Linked DNA regions of Mus musculus: region 2 is linked to region 1. A link is a contact called in public Hi-C data. All regions are on one chromosome and are shown on one strand. Each heading gives the region's core, a stretch centred on a gene start, on an enhancer-like site or on the middle of the called end of the contact. The rest is flanking DNA. Distances are from core to core; before and after follow the strand shown.

Region 1 (4,677 bases), core at 448-2,947:
TACAGCTGTTTAAATGAAATCCACTTAAATATTATTATGATATAGGTTGAAAGTAAAATTATTGAAAATTACATACCATAAGAATATAAACAAACTGGCTGGTGGTGGTGTACTCCTTTAATCCTAGCACTTGGGAGGCAGAGGCAGGTGAATCAAAGTTCGAAGCCAGTCTGGTCTACAGAGCGAGTTTCAGTGCAGCCAGGGCTACACAGAGAAACCCTGACTCTCAAAATGACTGAACCTACAAGCTGCCAAAACAATATTAGCTGTTCTCAGAGAAATAACCATAACAAATTAACAATTCTCCTGTCCCCCGCCCCACACTGAATTCTGACTAAAAACCACAAACCACCCTGACCTTGTCGCTTACAATCCCCTTAATGTTGATAGCTGTGACATTAATAGCTGATCCATAAGTTCAAAATGTATTACTTCTTTGCTGACCAAATCATAATAACCCACCATGGGGGCAAGCAAAGTGAGTCACTAGGCCAAAGGGTTACTTAGTCACTATAAAGCCAACCAATGCCTGAAAGGGTTACTTGCTACACCAATGAGAACCCTGTTGCCCAAATCTTCCCCTTACAAAGGTATAAAAAGTGTGTTCTTTCTCTGTTCTGGGTCTCTCCTCTGGCCTGTGTGATGAGAGGGGAGTCCCCAACGTGTTGGAATAATAAAAATCCTCATGTGTTTTGCAGCGATGGTGATCTCTGTGGTCTTTGTGAGTAAGGGTCCTTTGACGAACTCCAACAATGCAAAGCAGAGCAGAGCGGACACAACTTGACAAGATGAGTTAGTAAGATCAGAGGCTCTGTCAACCAAGGAAACACAGTCACAAGAGGATGGATACAGTCCAACAACAGCACTGTAAGATAAGTGAACAAAAACTGATAGTAAGCAGAAGCAGAAACATTTATAAGTGTAACCGAAAGCATCAACACATTGCTTTTAGCCATCGCTGGAGCCATTAGAGAGAGCATCAACTGCGTGTCACAGTGACTCAGCAGTTCTCTCAGCTAACAGGATGTCCACAGTGGTGACTCGGTGGCATTCATCCAACAGTGCCAGAACACACCTTCTATTTCAAGTGCTTCTACATGATGAGATATATTACAAATAACAGGCAACCTAAAGGAATTGGATCATATAGAGCGCAGTTTTGGATCATACACTGAAAATCAAAATGTGTATTTTCCCTCTGCCTTCTACCCCCCTTATCTGTCCCACTTTGCACTCTGTCCCTCTCAATCTCCCTGAGTTTGGATAGCTTCACTTGAAGACTCACACAGAAGACTTTACAGTGGGAAGAATCTTTTCTCACCCAGGGCTGTAAGGGAATGTGAGGACCAGACTTTGCATTTTCTGAAGTTTCCTGCAATATTCTCTCTCCTTGTGGAGAACTTCATGACCCCCACATTGTTTGACTGACCCTGGAACCTTTCTATATAAAATCAGAGGATGGGGAATCAGAGATTGGTCTGATTCTATATTACTAAAGATGGATTTTCATCACGGATGGCATTTAGACAGATTCCCCAAACCCAAATAAACACACAATTAAATGGAGCAGAAAAATAGCTTTCCTTATGAGACCTGAAATCCAACAACAAACTTCCAATTCATAAGGCAGAAGTCAGGACGGCTGCATCTGCTGGGCAGCCTCTCTCCCTGTGGACCGGCTGTTGCATAAGCCTGCTGTATTCACGAGATTCTCCCCGGTACTGCTGAGCCATGGAACCCTGTTCTGCCAAATGTGGTGAATCTAACGAAACCACGGATTCCCCGTAATAGCCGTCTTGTGGACAATCCCAGGGCCTCTGATTTTTGGATACATACATAGTGGAAAGGAAAAATGGCTTCCCTCATCATGAGCTGTAAGGTGGGCCATTGACCAAGCACAGCCTGGGGCCTCTCTCTATGTTGGGCAGCAGCTGTTCAACTCCTTTTCCCCAAGGACAGCAGAAGGCAGATGAGAAGGGGGATGGAGCAGAATCCAGGGAGCCCAAGGCAGAGATTCCTTCCTAAGGCTCTGTGCTCTGCAGGACTAGGCACAGAGGCAGATGGCACTTGCTTTACTGTTGGTTATACAGTCATGGACAGAGGAATGGGGATGGACAGGAGGGGACAGGCTCAGATACTTTCTGGCTATTCTCTGGGTTCTCTGAACTTCAACATCACAGAACTTGTCTTAAGAGCATCATCATATGCTATTCTGGGGTTGGTCATGCCAAGGGCTGGGATTGATGTGCCTGAGGAAGCAACCAGTTCAACCCCTTTCATTTCCTTCTGGTAGCAAGCATCCCCATCTTGACTTTCTGCAGTCACCTTTCTTGCCCTCTCCCTATTGAGCATTCTCTCATGCAGATCATGTTTATGATTTTATGCTTCTGGCTTTAGGCAAAGCCAGTATCTCTGTTCCTAGTTCTGTCCCTATACAGACAAGCAAGTCAGGGCTGAGGAAAGGGTGCATTCCCAAACCGTGTGGAGAAGAGCTATCTCTGTCTTGGGAGATATATACTTAAGCACTTATGGGGAACACACCCTGACATACAGAAATAACTCAAGTGCAAGAGGTGGAGAAGGAGGAGGGGGAGAAAGAGCACACAAGGTGGCTTTTGTGAACTACAGGGCATCTTGGTACAATGTCCATCACCATGTGCACTGTGGCCTTCTTCTGAGTCTACTATAGAGAATTAGAGATTGTTTTGGAGACTGTGAACACTTTCTCTTACCTAGGCGGACTTGTGGTCAAGCTGGGGATTCAGAGGGAAACGCTAGTTGCTTGTTTTCCTTCCATTATAGGTCCTCTGGTATTGTGTCATGGTGCTCTATTTAACACTCTGGATAGGTTCAGGGTGGAGCCACATCCCACATTCTGCGAACTCATGGCCTGTGCCTGTTGTAGAGTGCTTAGATGCATTGAAGTGCCATCAAAGAGGTATGCATTACTTCAAACCACTTGCTATGGAATCATCTTACTGTAGGATTGTGAGGCAAAGAAAGGAAGTGTGTACGTGTGTATGTGTGTATGTGTGTGTATGTATGCATATGATGTATGTGCATATGTGAGTGTGCATGTGTGTGCACATGTGTATATGTACATATGTGTGTGTTTGCATGTATACATGTGTGTGGATGTACATGTATATACATGTGTGGTTGTGTATGCATGCATGTGTATATGTGTGTACATGTGTGCATACACGTATGTAGGTGTGCATATGCTTGTGTGTGTGCATAGGTCAGAGGACAATCTTAGGTATTAGTTTTTAAGCACCTTTCACTTCTCTATTGAAACAGGGTCTCTCATTGGTCTAGAAGTTTAACACATAGGCCAGGCTAGTCCATGAGTTCTAGGGATCTGTCTGTCTCCATTTTCCTTCTTGCCATTCCTGGGATTACAGGCACACGCCATCATGCCCAACTTTTTATATGGTTTCTAGGGTTTGAACTCAGATCTTCTTTACTGACTGAGCATCTTCCTAGCACAGAACCTTCACTGAGATGGAACTGGGGAAGGCCCACACCTCAGGGAAATGGGAAGGCCTACACATCAGGGCAGTGGAAGTGGGAAGGCCTAGGCTTCAAGTAGCAGGTGAGGTCTATGATGAAGGCACTTGGTCACAAAGATGCTCAGGCCCAGAAATCTATGGCAGATTTGGCATACACTCTGGGCATACCCCTGGTATACACAACTGCATACACTAGACACAGGCTAGCTGGCTCATGAATGAAGAGTCTCCTCAGATATATACTCCTGGGTCTGGCTTTACATGGGTTCCAGAGATCTGAACTCAGGTCCTCAGGCTTCTGCAGCAAGTGCTTCACTTGCTGAGCTATGTCCTCAGCCCTCCCTGGTTAGTCTCAGGTCTCCTCAGCCCTCCCTGGTTAGTCTCAGGTCTCCTCAGCCCTCCCTGGTTAGTCTCAGGTCTCCTCAGCCCTCCCTGGTTAGTCTCAGGTCTCCTCAGCCCTCCCTGGTTAGTCTCAGGTCTCCTCAGCCCTCTCTGGTTAGTCTCAGGTCTCCTCAGCCCTCCCTGGTTAGTCTCAGGTCTCCTCAGCACTCCCTGGTTAGTCTCATGTCTCCTCAGCCCTCCCTGGTTAGTCTCAGGTCTCCTCAACCTTCCTTGGTTAGTCTCAGGTCTCCTCAGCCCTCCCTGGTTAGTCTCATGTCTCCTCAGCCCTCCCTGGTTAGTCTCAGGTCTCCTCAGCCCTCCCTGGTTAGTCTCAGGTCTCCTCAGCCCTCCCTGGTTAGTCTCAGGTCTCCTCAGCCCTCCCTGGTTAGTCTCAGGTCTCCTCAGTCCTCTCTGGTTAGTCTCAGGTCTCACAGATTGCTGACACAGGAAGAGATGCCTTTATTGATGAGGAACCATCCCTTAACCAATTCAAAATATTGCAAAAACAAAACAAAACAATAAAAAGCTAGATGCTGAAACATGACTGGGAAGGCAAAATCAAATACCCAAGTGAAATGCTGAAACGAAAACCAATAAAGACCACACTGGGTTTTGTTAAAGAAGAGGAAGCGGATGAATGTGTGACCGGGAGAATGAAGACAGATAATTGCGCAACAATACAGGAAAGGTATTCACCATCCACAGCATCAGGGGAAGGTCAAGCTACAGGAGAACTCAGTGGAGAATGCTTGCTTCGTGTGCACATGGCCTCAGTTCAATTCCC
Region 2 (4,470 bases), core at 297-2,796, 40 kb after region 1:
CCTGAGAGCTCCCCAGGACCCGGAGACTTTGGAGAAAGCAGTTGGGAGCACACTGAAGCTATAATGAATTGCAAACTCCCAGACACTGGAGGGTTCCCCCCTCTCAGTCCTCTCCTTTTGGGGGAAGTAGAGGTGAAGAAGGGGTTGTTTGGAAAATTCTGTTATTTCCTTTTCAATAAGCTCAGGTTGTTTCTGTGACCTTTTCTATGTAGATCTGTTCCCCCTCTAATATTCTCTCCATATTGAACCCTGTATATATACCTGTGGATCCACCCAGGGCTTATTAGGCGTGGGGAATAAGAATACCATTTCAGTTAAAAAACTAACCCAAGCTTAACGTCTTGATACAAATGAACACATATCCAGAGAGAAGCTAAGTTAGCAGATTCATCTAGCCCCTAAATGCCATAAACACTTCGTGTGACCCTGGTGTTCCCTGCTTTCAGTTAGTTTACTTAGTCCTTGTCTTTCATCAGCACGGCACATCTCGGGTTTACTGATGAAGACTATGAGAAGTCCTCCCCTGTCTCAGGTTCATTTCGCCCTTCTGCTCACTTTTCCTCCTTCGCATCCTCTCCTCTTTATGCCCAAACAGAACAAGGCTACCGCTTTCCACCAAGACAATGGGCTTTTCCTAACTCTCCCTGCCTACCCCACCAGCCGCCCCTGCCTGCGGGATCATCTGTATGTTTGATCTTCACTAGAGGTGCTGGAGCAAGGTCCACAGTAACTGACCCATTCTCTAGCGCCCAGGGCAGGCAGACCCCTCCTCCCGCCACCCACCCAGGCGAGTTTTTAAGCAGCTAATGAAAACCCTATGAGACACATTTCCTTTTGGTTATGTAACCAAAGGCAGCTTTTCCTGCCTCTGGTGGACTTCAGCATCATGTCTCCGCTGAGTAGGGAATGCAAGCAGCCACAGTGGGGCTGGGGACCTGGCAGCCAGGACCCGAAGGCTCGAGGATCCTAGGACACGGAACATCTGTCTGGGATCCATGCCAGCTCCTCGCTTTCAGCAACTCAAACGCACTGCTTACCTTGTAGTGGACAGGGTAGGTTCACTCCATCCTGATCGCCTCTCTCGGAACGGAGCAAGATTCAATAATTCACTCCACGGTGAATGGCGAGGGAAGAAAATACAAGAAAAGGAGGAAACAGACCAACTGGAAGCAGATGGTCCAATTTCACATCAGCCCCGGCAGGCTTTCAGGAGACTCCATTCTGCTGCTAGCGGTTGGGTCCAGCTCCTGCTCCAGCTCCGACTCGCCGGTTCCCGCGGATCCCCACCCTCGGCCCGCCCAACCTCTCCAGCCAGGTGCTGCCGTCTGGTGACTGGCTCCCTCTGGCTGGAGGGCTGGGCGCTGGGGCCACCGCGGGGCAGAGGAGTGCGCGTGTGGGCAGGGACTGAGGAGGAAGCCCGGTTGCGAGGAAACTGGGGGACAGCCTTGAGTGGCAGAGGGAATAAATCCTCGTTTAGGAGCAAAGTGATAGACCTTGCAGGGAGACGTCATGAAAGCCGCAGATTCAACGAATGCTACTCGGTTCCAGCCCCACGGGCTGAGCCGCGCTGTCAGCGCACGAAGCGACGCGTCTCTGGATAAAAGCGGGCGCAGCGCCGCGCGCTGGAGAACCGAGGCGACACAGTGATCAGCTTCGCGGCGAGGCGGAAGAGATGGAGCCGGACCCTAGCTGCCCACCCTTCGCCCAGCCTCTTGTTCTTTTTAACCTGCAGTGGACTCAGGCGCTAAAACAGGGGAGCGCCACCGAGAAATAGGGGTTTCTAGTGCTGGGCGTGAGGAGTCTTTGGGTCTTAGATGCACAGGAACCTTCCATTCCCTCATGTCACTTAAGTCCTAAACTTGAGGATCAGTTTATGCCTACTTGTTATAGCTTCTCTTTTAGCTTTGACGAAAATTGAAAAGTGGGGTTTCTTCACTGCCATCCATTGGGCTGAAATAGATCACACGTGGCCAGCACAGCCCAGAGAGGCCTTAGCCAGCAAGAGGGGCCTGAGGGTGGGGGTGAGGGGGGGGGCCTGCAGCCCAAGACTTTGCTCACACAGATCTAAGAGCAAGTCTGTGCTGTGCTTTCTCTATCCTATCCACCACTCCAGGGACGTAGTGCCAGCTGCTGCCCCCACCCCTACTTTGGTTAAGCTTTCTGAGCTTTCTGAGTATAATCTCAACTGCCTGTAAACACACACACCCCTCGGACAGCCACCTAGTTTGGATTTAACCTGCTTTTGCATGGTTCTTTCAGGGGGCATCCCACAGTACAACCTGACTTTCTTTTACGGTCATTTTGCAAGCAGTAGCTCATTTCCAAAGCCTTCTCGCATCTAGCTTCCACCCAAGTACAGACCTGTTTATGCATTTTTAACCCAAGGAGAAATAGTTTCGCAAGGGTCTGTAAAAGTAATTGACACCACTGGCTGATAATTCTATAATGGCCCTATTAACCACGGGGTATTCTGTTTACTTCACAGCTCAAGAAGGTGACCCTTTCTGATGAAGGGATTCATCGAGATCTGCTCTTAGCAGTGAATGATATTTTATTCTAAACTCGCGCTCTAAAAGTAGGTGTGCATGCATGTTCATGCATGCGTGTGTTGTGTGTGTGTGTGTGTGTGTGTGTGTGTGTGTGTGTGTACCCACAGAGTATAGAAGAAAGCATCATATTACCCAAAGCATGAGTTACAGGGAATTATAAGCTGGGTAGTGTGGGTGCTGGAGTAGAATCTGGGTCCTCTGTAAGAGCAATGCAGGCCCTTAAGCTCTAAGTCATCTCAGCCCCTATTTGTATCTTTTAATGTCTCTCAGGAAGACTGTCTGCTTTCTGAGCCAACTTTGCTACAGAAAGGTGTTTACCTCAGTTTGCATCAACAGCTGGGCCCTCCTTACCCACACAGGCTACGAGTTTGTATTTGTTGATGATTTTCCCCGAGGGACTGTGATCTCAGTTGCTCGTGCCTCAGCTTTTGTGTGGCATTCAGAGGCATTACTATGCACAACATGTGATCTTATGCTACATAAGTCTGCTGGGCTTAGCAATTGTGTCAGAAATGAAGACAAAGCAAGGCCCTGGCAGAACAATGCCCTAGGGGCCTAGGGGTGTTAGCCCTGGAACATTAGATCAGTTCTCAGCACTACTGTGTAAAGAGTGCTTTATTTAATCTGCAAAGTGGGCATGGCTAGTATATATTTCCATCAGAATTTCCAAAGTGTCTTTCTCACAGGGCACTTGAAATTAGACAGTGGAGATATGTTCTATCTCCATTAACCCCCCAGAACCCCCAGCATGAAACTGCAGCTAGGGTTGTGTGTGGTCCTCTGAGCTTCAAGAATAGTACACAACTGTGCTTTGAATGGGACAGGTCACATTTAATTGGCATGGGGTTCTGTGAGGCCATCTGAATTCATCTATTCCCTGGAGCTCGGACAATGAGATCTGCCTGAGTGTATCAGTTGTGCTCAGGGGCTGCAGGATGCTGCCCCTCAGAGCCCTCAGGGACCCACCTCTCAAACTCCTGAAGCACATTGCACTTGCATGTCTGCAATGTCTCATGCCTGTCCTACAGTGTCAAATGCAGGCCAGGCAAGGAGCCAGGAGGATTTCCTCCTAGAGGTAGAGCTGTGCTCCGAAGCTGACATTGGCCCTGGCTTTTAGGATTAATTAATTATACAGGTGAGCCTGATCCCTCCATATATCAATTCTTAATAGAGGCCTATTAGCCAGTAAAATCGACGGAATGAATGATCTCTGCGGGGCACCATTTGTTTTGGCCTATCCTTTTCCTCACCACGGACTGGGTCAATTTACAGCTCAGGCTGTCTTCCTGGTGCATATGCAGACCAGCCTTGCCCTGAACTGGTGTGCAGGGGTTTTCTGGCTGCTTGGTCAGGGCTTGTTACCAACTTAAAACCTTGGGTTCCCATGGAAACACAGTTCTTCTGCTCCTGACAACTCCCCTACAAGTAAAATCGACGTCCAAACTTAACTCCTAATAGTCAGGGGTGATAGATGAGCTGTAAATTTCGGTTTGTGGTGATTAAAGCATTTTGATTTATTTATCCTAGGGACTGGAGTTAAGGGCTCAGTGGTTAAGGGCATAAATACTCTTCCAGAAGACCTACCCACATGGCAGTATCGATAACTCTGGCTCCAGGGGACACGATACCCTCTTCTGGCTTTCTCAGGCAACAGACATGCAAATAGTGTACAGACATACGTGCAAGCACAACACCAAACATGTACAATAAATTAGAAAGTTTTTTTTTTTTTTTTTTTTTTTGAGGCAGGGTTTCTCTGTGTAGCCCTGGCTGTCCTGGAACTCACTTTGTAGAAAAGGCTGGCCTTGAACTCAGAAATCCGTCCGCCTCTGCCTCCCGAGTGCTGGGATTAAAGGTGTGCGCCTCCATGCCCAGCTAGAAAGTTATTCTTTTCTACAGTTCTGCTTCGAAAAGACTGGAT

What was found. Hi-C and Micro-C count contacts between places; a contact is called where the count stands out from the background.
Region 2: a contact with region 1 is called in a Hi-C map of cerebellum, with 1.8 times the contacts expected there. The contact joins the promoter of Kcnj6 here to the enhancer-like site in region 1. A contact is called at or near these places in 1 of 39 promoter capture datasets (maxillary cranial neural crest), 4 of 484 Hi-C or Micro-C datasets (the N1E-115 cell line, cerebellum and cortical neurons), 3 of 115 datasets of contacts at active chromatin or transcription factors (embryonic forebrain, embryonic stem cells and neural progenitor cells) and 1 of 9 other capture datasets (pancreatic islet).

Annotation. Positions count from the first base shown.
Region 1 is chr16:94,955,649-94,960,325 of GRCm38.p6, forward strand. The region is part of intron 1 of Kcnj6 (potassium inwardly-rectifying channel, subfamily J, member 6); the gene reads right to left. Among named protein-coding and RNA genes, the nearest start is that of Kcnj6, 40 kb to the right of the region's middle. Within about 2 kb of position 1,698, at least 23 of the 459 cell types and tissues checked have an H3K27ac peak or open chromatin away from gene starts, as enhancers often do. A contact at or near this core is called in the N1E-115 cell line and cerebellum, where this site is marked.
Region 2 is chr16:94,996,150-95,000,619 of GRCm38.p6, forward strand. It overlaps Kcnj6 (potassium inwardly-rectifying channel, subfamily J, member 6), which reads right to left and starts at 1,547. Exons shown (of 4, transcript NM_010606.2): 1 at 1,038-1,547. Gm31407 (a long non-coding RNA gene) reads left to right here and starts at 2,079. Exons shown (of 2, transcript XR_385080.4): 1 at 2,079-2,575.